Linked DNA regions of Mus musculus: region 2 is linked to region 1. A link is a contact called in public Hi-C data. All regions are on one chromosome and are shown on one strand. The core of a region is the stretch at or near the end of the contact, and the rest is flanking DNA. Distances in the headings are between cores, read along the strand shown.

Region 1 (3,872 bases), core at 869-3,368:
TATTCCAAAACTGTGAGCCAGAACGAAACTTCCCCTAAGTCTGTTATCATGGATCTGTGTCATGACCCGAAGCCACTGTCATCAAGTGCCTCTGCAAAGGAGGGAGAATTAACCTTGTTTGATAGATTGTGTATGACAGATGATCTCCCATGCCGTCAGGCCAAGATACAACGAAGATTAAAAGGCTCACATTTCCCCCTCCTCTGCACCGTCTTGGACAGTGATTCCCCTGGACTGCCTCCCAGCCAGAGCCCAGGTCTGGACCTCCCCCGAGGGACAGTGGGAGCACCTGTCAGCATCTAGATTGGTGGCAGGTGCAATGGGGAGCGCGTATAATTTTCTTGGTGTGACAAGTCTGACAAAGAAGACTTAAGGCAGGAAGGGTTCACTTGGGCTCATAGTTTGAGGGGCTCACAGTTTGAGGGGCTCACAGTTTGAGGGGCTCACAGTTTGAGGTGCAGTCTGTGATGGTGAGGAGCCACAGCCAGTGAGGCAGCTGGTCATGCTTGCATCTGCATCCAGTCAGGAAGCAGAAAGACAAGCTCGCTGGTGTGCAATCTGCTTTCTCCTTTTTCAGCGTTCTAGGGCCCGCCCATGGGATGGTACCATGTTTGTTCAGGGCCAGTCTTCCCACCTCAGCTAACATACCAGAAAATTCTTTGAAGACATAGCTGGAGCTGTGTCAGCTGTCAAATTGGTCATATCTGCCACCACCGGAAGACAGGCTGAGCTGTCCCTACCTCCCACCCACCCACCCCCTCAACTCTGGGCAAGAACAAAGTGGATTTTTTTTTTTTTTTTTTTTTTTTTTTTTGGTTATTCAAGACAGGGTTTCACTGTGTAACATCCCTGGCTGTCCTGGAACCTACTTTGTCGACCAGGCTGGCCTTGAACTCACAGAGGGAGTTCTGCTGAGTGATGAGAGTAAAGGTGTGTATCACCAGGCCTGGGCCAGCACCATGCCTCTTTATGGGGACTGTGCCCAGTGGCAGGCTGCACAAGAGAAAACAGGACAGGGAATAGAGCAGGGTGTCTGGCCAGCAGCTTCTCTCTCTGGCCTGGACATCCTTGCATCTCTGGCCATAACCTTAGTACTTCCTAAAGCCCCAAATCTCAGCCTGCAGCTGTGGAGCTATCTGGGAATCGAATGACCCTTTCACAAGTGTTGCCTAAGACCATCAAAAAACACAGATATTTGCACTAAGATCCCTAACTAGCAAAATTACAGTTCTGAGGTCGCGATGCAAATATCTCTACCGTTGGGGGTCGCCACAGCATGAGGACCTGTATCAAAGGGTCTCAGCATCAGCATGGTTGAGAGCCATTGTTCTACAGAGAAACACAGGCCCCAGCCCAGTGTGGATGCCAGAGGAGACTAGGACAGATGCTTCTAGAAGGTTCTGGAGACTGAAGGGAGTCGGGCCTCACCCTTCAGCATGGCTGAAAGCTGGGGATATCAGGCCGTGGGCCTGTCCTGGTGGTCTATAGTCTCTTCAATGGAGCTGGGGAAGGCAAGACCTCTCTGAAGCTGGGGACCTGGGCCACCCACTTACCCAGTCCATACGCATCAGGTTCTTCAGTGTCTGCCTTTAATGTTCCACTTCTGTGTATGTGAGACTCCTAACATAGCAGGGCTTCCAGCCAGGACTCAAGCAATAGGTGGGGGAGAAGAGGCTGGCCAGGGACATGGGTTGAGCTCTGTAACCATGACTTGCTTCTCACCCCCCCCCCCGCCCTCCAGCCCCAAGGATAGACTGAAGGGCTTCCTGAGGCCACTGCTTCCCACTGTGCAGGAGGCATAGAGAGGACCCCCACAGCATCATCTGTATAAGACACACACTGGATCCTGCAGCATCGTCTGTATAAGACACACATGACCCCATAGCATCATCTGTATAAGACACACACTGGACCCCACAGTATTGCCTGTATAAGACACACACTTGATCCTCAGCCTCTTCCTTTCGTTGTCTCAGGTGTGTGGGGCTGTCTCCACGGGAGCGATGGCTAGGTCCGTGTCTGTTGACTGCAGATCTGGAGTCCCAGAGGACCTTCACTAATCTCTGCTTTATGGAGGCTTCACGGTATTTGTGAAAGGATTTGAGTTGGATCAGCACTGACCCCAAGGTCAGCTGATCAGCTATAGTCACACTATCCCTGAAGGTGCCCTGTGCCCTGGAAGCTCTCCCACCATGACTCTATAAGTCAGTGGCCAGTGTCTCCTCACGTCCCCCCGAATCTCGCACAGGCTTATTTGCAATCTGAAGACGCTTGCACAGTCTGCTTGCCAGTTTTACCTGGCTCAACCAGGCTGCTCCAGCGCCCCTGCCAGGGCACAGCCTATTAGATGAGCTAACCGACCAACTGTGAGTCCTCTCCAGGCCTGCTCTGAACTCATGGCCCAGTCCAGCCCTATCGCACACTGGGGAAACTGAGGCTCTGAGGGCCTGGGGTCTGTGCCCACTGTCTCAGATAGCAGGAGAAGAAAACAGGAGCCAGGCAGGCAGTGCCTCAGGACTCCTGACCTTGGCACTCTGTGTCCCACTGGGGCAGAGGGACAAGAGACCCCTGAAGACCAGCACAGATCCTAGCAGAGGTCAGGCCTGCTTGGGAGGCATCCTTAGTAGGAGCCCAGACCTGCCCCAGCTAACACGGCTGGGCTGCTCGCCTCACGACAGTCTCCACTTCAGTCAGAAATGGCTGACATTAACTTTTAATCCCAGCACTTGGGAGGCAGAGGCAGGCAGATTTCTGAGTTCGAGGCCAGCTTGGTCTACAGCATGATTTCCAGGACAGCCAAGGCTACACCAAGAAACCCGAGTGCCCCACAGATCCTGTGTCAGCTTTTACTCAGCAGGGAGCGGTGTGTGTGTGTGTGTGTGTGTGTGTGTGTGTGTGACTGTGTCATCTCCTGGAACACATGGTTTGTTTTCATTTCCCATTTAGAACACTTCAGCGTCCCGAGAAATTTCTAGAGAAAATCTGGGGGGAGGAGCATGCTTTGAGAGTGGCCTTTATGGATCTCCAGCTGGGCTCGGCTGGCACCTCCTCAGGAGGTGGAGCGCTTGCCCTGTGTGGAGGTCAACCTACAGATTTGAAAGAGGCATGTGGGCTCTGCTCTGCTTTGCTCTGCTCTGCTCTTCCCTTTTAAATCAGGAGCCTGGAGAGATGGTGCGGCTTGGCAGTTAGGAGTGCCTGCTGCACTTTGAAGGAGCTAGAGTTTGGCTCTTGTACCTAGCTCACTCAGCTCACAAATGCCTAGTGCTCTAGCTCCAGAGGTCAAACACTCTCTTTTGGTCTCTGTGGGACAGGGGCCCGCACACACTCACAGGCACATGTGCACACGTGAAGATGCACATGCACACACATAGCACTCAGGAGGCAGAGACTGGCCAATCTCTGTGAGTTCAAGGCCAACCTAGACTACATAGTGATACCCTGTCTCAGAAAGTGAGAATATAAATATGTAACCAGAAAAATCAAGCCAGGGATGTTGGTGTAGACCCACATTGAAGAAATGGAGGCTGGGGCTGAGAAGATGGCCTGCCGGGCACTAGCATTTGCACTGAGCCTGAAGACTTGAGTTCAACCCTAGAGTTCCTTGTGGTGGAAGGAGAGAACCGACCTCCACAAATTGTCCTTTGACCCTCACATGTATGCCATGGAATGTGCACCCCACTCCCACTACACACACACACACACACACACACACACACACTATTTTAAGTAAAATGAATTAGAGGTAGGCAGATCAAGGAGTTAGTTCAAGGCCAACTTTGGCTACACAGATATGTTCAAGTCTAGCTTGGGCTATATGAGACCCTGTCTCAGAAACACAAAACATACTTGGGTGTGTGTGTGTGTGTGTGTGT
Region 2 (3,872 bases), core at 480-2,979, 220 kb after region 1:
GAGACAGAGAGACAGAGAGAGAGACAGAGAGAGAGACAGACACAGAGAGAGACAGAGACACAGAGAGAGAGAGAGACAGAGAGACAGAGAGAGAGACAGAGAGAGAGACAGACACAGAGAGAGACAGAGACACAGAGAGAGAGACAGAGAGGGACAGAGAGAAACAGACAGAGAAAGAGACAGAGAGAGCATGTGTGTGTATGCAAGTGCACGGATGTGTGTGTGTGTGTGTGTGTTGGTGTCGGTGTCTTCCAAGACTCCCACCACAACCAAAGGACAGACCTGTCTCTGGGATTGCCATTTTATTGGGATTACCAATATAAGGTTTTTATTTCAATGAAAGGCTTTTCTGGGGCTGAAGAGGTGGCCTGGACAGTAAACATGCTCACTGTGCAAGCAGATCCCTGGCCAGCCACGGTGCTCCGTGTCTTTTACTCCCAGGGGATGGGGACAAGAGGATCTCCGGAGTCCGCCGACCAGAGGGCATTTCAGGTTCGATGAGAGACCCAATCTCAAAAATTAAGGTGGAGAAAGGATGTTTGTTGCTCTTACAGAGGACCTGAGTTTGGGTCCCAGCCCCCACATGGTAGCTCGCAGCCATCTGTAACTCCAGTTTCAAGGACTCTGATGCCCTCTTCTGACATCTGTGGGCACTAAGGATATATGCAGAATATATATACCACATACAAACATACAGGGCAAACATAAAATATATTAATAAAACATAAGGTGGAGAAAGACTGAGGAAGATACCTCATGTTAACTAGTAGCTTCCACAACCTCATGGCCCCATGCTGGTGTGTGCACAAACACACACACATACTCAGAGAGAGAGAAAGAGAGAGAGGAAGAGAGAGAGAGAGAGAGAGAGAGAGAGAGAGAGGGAGAGAGAGAGAGAGAGAGAGAGAGAGAGAGAGAGAAACACACACACAACACACACAGAGAAACACAGAAACACACACACATACACACACACACACACACACTTCCTTATAGGATCCTCCTTCCCCTGGACTCCTTGAGACCCCGCCAGGTTCTCCCTGAAGTTGTTTAATGAGCTGTCCCAGCACTGTCTGGTCGCCTCTCTCTAAGAGGCCTCAGTCTGTTTCCCAGCCCTTCCCCGACAGGAGCTTACAGCTGAGCCGCCTTAGTGAGATGTAAGTTCAAGGAGTTCAAGGAGAGGTTATTTCTATTTTTGGCATGTGGAAGGCTCCTATGAAGCTGTGGGGTTAGGCTGGAAGGACGTGCCTCTCGATAGAGTCGCTCGGGTTTCTGTCACCCTTCATCCTTTTTATTTCCGACATTCTCCTGAGGTTTGCCTTGGGACAGAAGCAGGCGCCAATTGAAAAGGAATGAAGGAGCCAGGCAGGAGTCCCTTGGAGATAATCCTGGGAATTGATTTGGGGGCCTAATTGGTTATTGGGAGAGGGCTGCTGGGGCATCCAAGACCAGCATTTCCCGGCTCCCCTTCCAGGAGGGCGGCGTCTACAGGTGTGGACTTGGAGGAGTAATGACCCAGGATCTACAATATCTTCGAGGCACTATCTTGGTCCCAGGAACTTGACCGAAGGTACTACACATTTGTCGAAGCAGAGAACCCCAAAGCTGCAGGGGGAGGCAGCATTTCGAGACTGTGAACGCACTCGGCTCACCCACGTGAGGAGTCACAGACGCTGTTAGCTGGTGGATTCCAGGAGTTTCTGGCTTCCTAGAACTTCAGCCTAAGAAGCTGGGGCAATTCAAGAAGTGGCCACGGGGTGGCAGTATGGAATCAAAAGCCCTGCTGGCATCCGCTGATCCTTAGCTTGAGATTTCCAAGCTCCTGGAAGCCGAGCCTGCCGCCCCATGCCGGCTCCGCCAGAGCGCCTCCTTAATTTAATCGCCTGTCCACCGAGCTGAGAAGAAGCCTACACCATCTTTTCAGCCTGGGCAGTTCCCACTGTTCCGAGTCTGTCAGGTTGTTTAGTAGCTGGGCTGGGAACATGCTGATAAAACAGTTAATTTCTATTTGCTGTTGCAGCGTAATTGGATGAACATGAAAGCAATTAAATATTAAAACATACAAACAAATAACCAAGTCACCGTAATTAGCCAAAGTTTGATCACTGTCATATTTATTTAGGGAGAGGTGATATGTCTCAGCAGGTGACATTTTAAATACCCCGGGCCACTCTGGGGTTGTCTTTGGAGAATGTTGAATTATGTAGGGAGAATTTAATTAAACCCTGTTGTAAATCAGTTGTGATGACGGGGGAATGACAGCCACATGTTGAAAAGAGAATTAGTCCACAGCGAGGGATATTAATTAACTCTTTTTCTGAAGGCTGGCTCAGAGTGGCAGTCAAAAAAAAAAAAAAAAAAAAAAAACAGCCCTTTGACGCAGGAAGGGGACCATGCCTGCTATTTTTACAACTATCATCATTATTTATGGATTGAGTTTCTTCAATAGCTGGTGTGGCTGATAGACACACACCATACACGAGATTAAACAGTTCTCTCCCGGGAGCTTGGGACGCCGCGTGGGAAGGGCGGTGGGATGCAGGAAGATGGGTACAGGAACCAAAGCCCCACTTAAAGGTTTTGGCTCCTGAGGATCTGAGCATGCGCACAGGGGTCAGAAAGGAAGCGCAGACTGGAGCTTTGGAGAGAGAGCCAGAAGCCAGGTAGCCCGATCTGTACCTGTGAGGACAGGAATGGGGCTCAGGGAGACACATTTGCCTGTATTCCTAGGACCCCTGAGGGACAGTCCCTGTGCAGTGTAATCTAACTCAGCCAGTGGGATCAGAGCCATTCCTAAATTTTGAGATCCAGGAGGCTCAGGGTCAGCTGAAGGCGAAGTGATAAGATTAGTTCTGAAGTTCTATGGAGATGGAGAGCTGCCTTTGTCCTACCCAAGCCGGCTCAGGGCAGGAAGAGTTGCCCCTAGGCTTGGTGACATTGGCTTAGGTAGGAGGCAGCCAGGACGTGCTACCTGAGCCTGCAGCATAGCTGTAATATCAACTACTTGGGAGACTGAGGCAGGAGGATTACGGGTCAGAAACCTCTTGTGCAACTTAGATTTTTGTTTCAAAAAAAAAAAAAAAAAACAAAAAAACAAAAACAAACAACAAACCCAAGAAGAATTCCAGGCAGAGCTCAGAGGTAGAGCGCTCAGGGGCTCTAGTAATCTCCTGCACCAAAACAGCCCCGAAGAGCAACAAAACCCAGTGACCTGAACACCCTTGCATCCACGGCCTGGCTACTGTGGGGCTACGGGGAGGTTCTGTTGCTAAGGTCTTGTTCCCCAATTAGTTCTTGACTTGTCGATAAAGGCCAGGGGCCAATTGCTGGACAAAAGGTACAGATGGGACTTCCAGGTTCCAAGAGGAAGAGGAAACTCAGGAAAGGGAAGGGAACTTCTCTGCCATGCTTTGGAACTAGGAGAAAGCAGCAGACATGTAAGGTCTCTGGGCAGCTAAGGCCTGCAGCCTCCGCTTTGAGTGGGTGGGTGGGGCCAAGGATTTTGGCCGGAGTGCTAGCTGATGCAAGACACCAAGCTTAGGGCCGAGGAGAGATGGAGATAATAAATTGATTAGGGCACACATTTCTAGGCTTGAGGTATCTACACCCAGCAATTGTGTAGAGGCAAGTTCTAAAGGTAACAGGCAGTGTGTGTGTGTGTGTGTGTGTGTGTGTGTGTGTGTGTGTCTTTTATGCTCTGATTCAAGGGTCTCAGGAATGGGCTGGTAACTCGACCCCTCCAGGAGCAAAGGTGGGTAGGAAAGAGAAGCCAGGTCAGTGCTGGGAGTGCAGATCTGATCCTGGAGCGAAGCCAGGAAGAACAAAGCAGGCTGGGAGGGGCTGGTATCACGGTTGCAGCTCCCGGGCTAAAG

The links. A called contact is a pair of places that touch in the nucleus more often than the background predicts.
Region 2: a contact with region 1 is called in a Hi-C map of rod photoreceptor, with 2.8 times the contacts expected there. The contact joins two enhancer-like sites. A contact is called at or near these places in 1 of 15 datasets of contacts at CTCF or cohesin (CD8 T cells), 1 of 484 Hi-C or Micro-C datasets (rod photoreceptor), 3 of 115 datasets of contacts at active chromatin or transcription factors (bone marrow-derived macrophages, embryonic stem cells and pancreatic cancer cells) and 2 of 9 other capture datasets (embryonic stem cells and liver).

Annotation. Positions count from the first base shown.
Region 1 is chr11:117,163,698-117,167,569 of GRCm38.p6, forward strand. No RefSeq gene overlaps it. Among named protein-coding and RNA genes, the nearest start is that of Sec14l1, 50 kb to the left of the region's middle. Within about 2 kb of position 2,119, at least 7 of the 459 cell types and tissues checked have an H3K27ac peak or open chromatin away from gene starts, as enhancers often do. A contact at or near this core is called in rod photoreceptor, where this site is marked.
Region 2 is chr11:117,383,317-117,387,188 of GRCm38.p6, forward strand. No RefSeq gene overlaps it. Among named protein-coding and RNA genes, the nearest start is that of Gm34128, 26 kb to the right of the region's middle. Within about 2 kb of position 1,730, at least 10 of the 459 cell types and tissues checked have an H3K27ac peak or open chromatin away from gene starts, as enhancers often do. A contact at or near this core is called in rod photoreceptor, where this site is marked.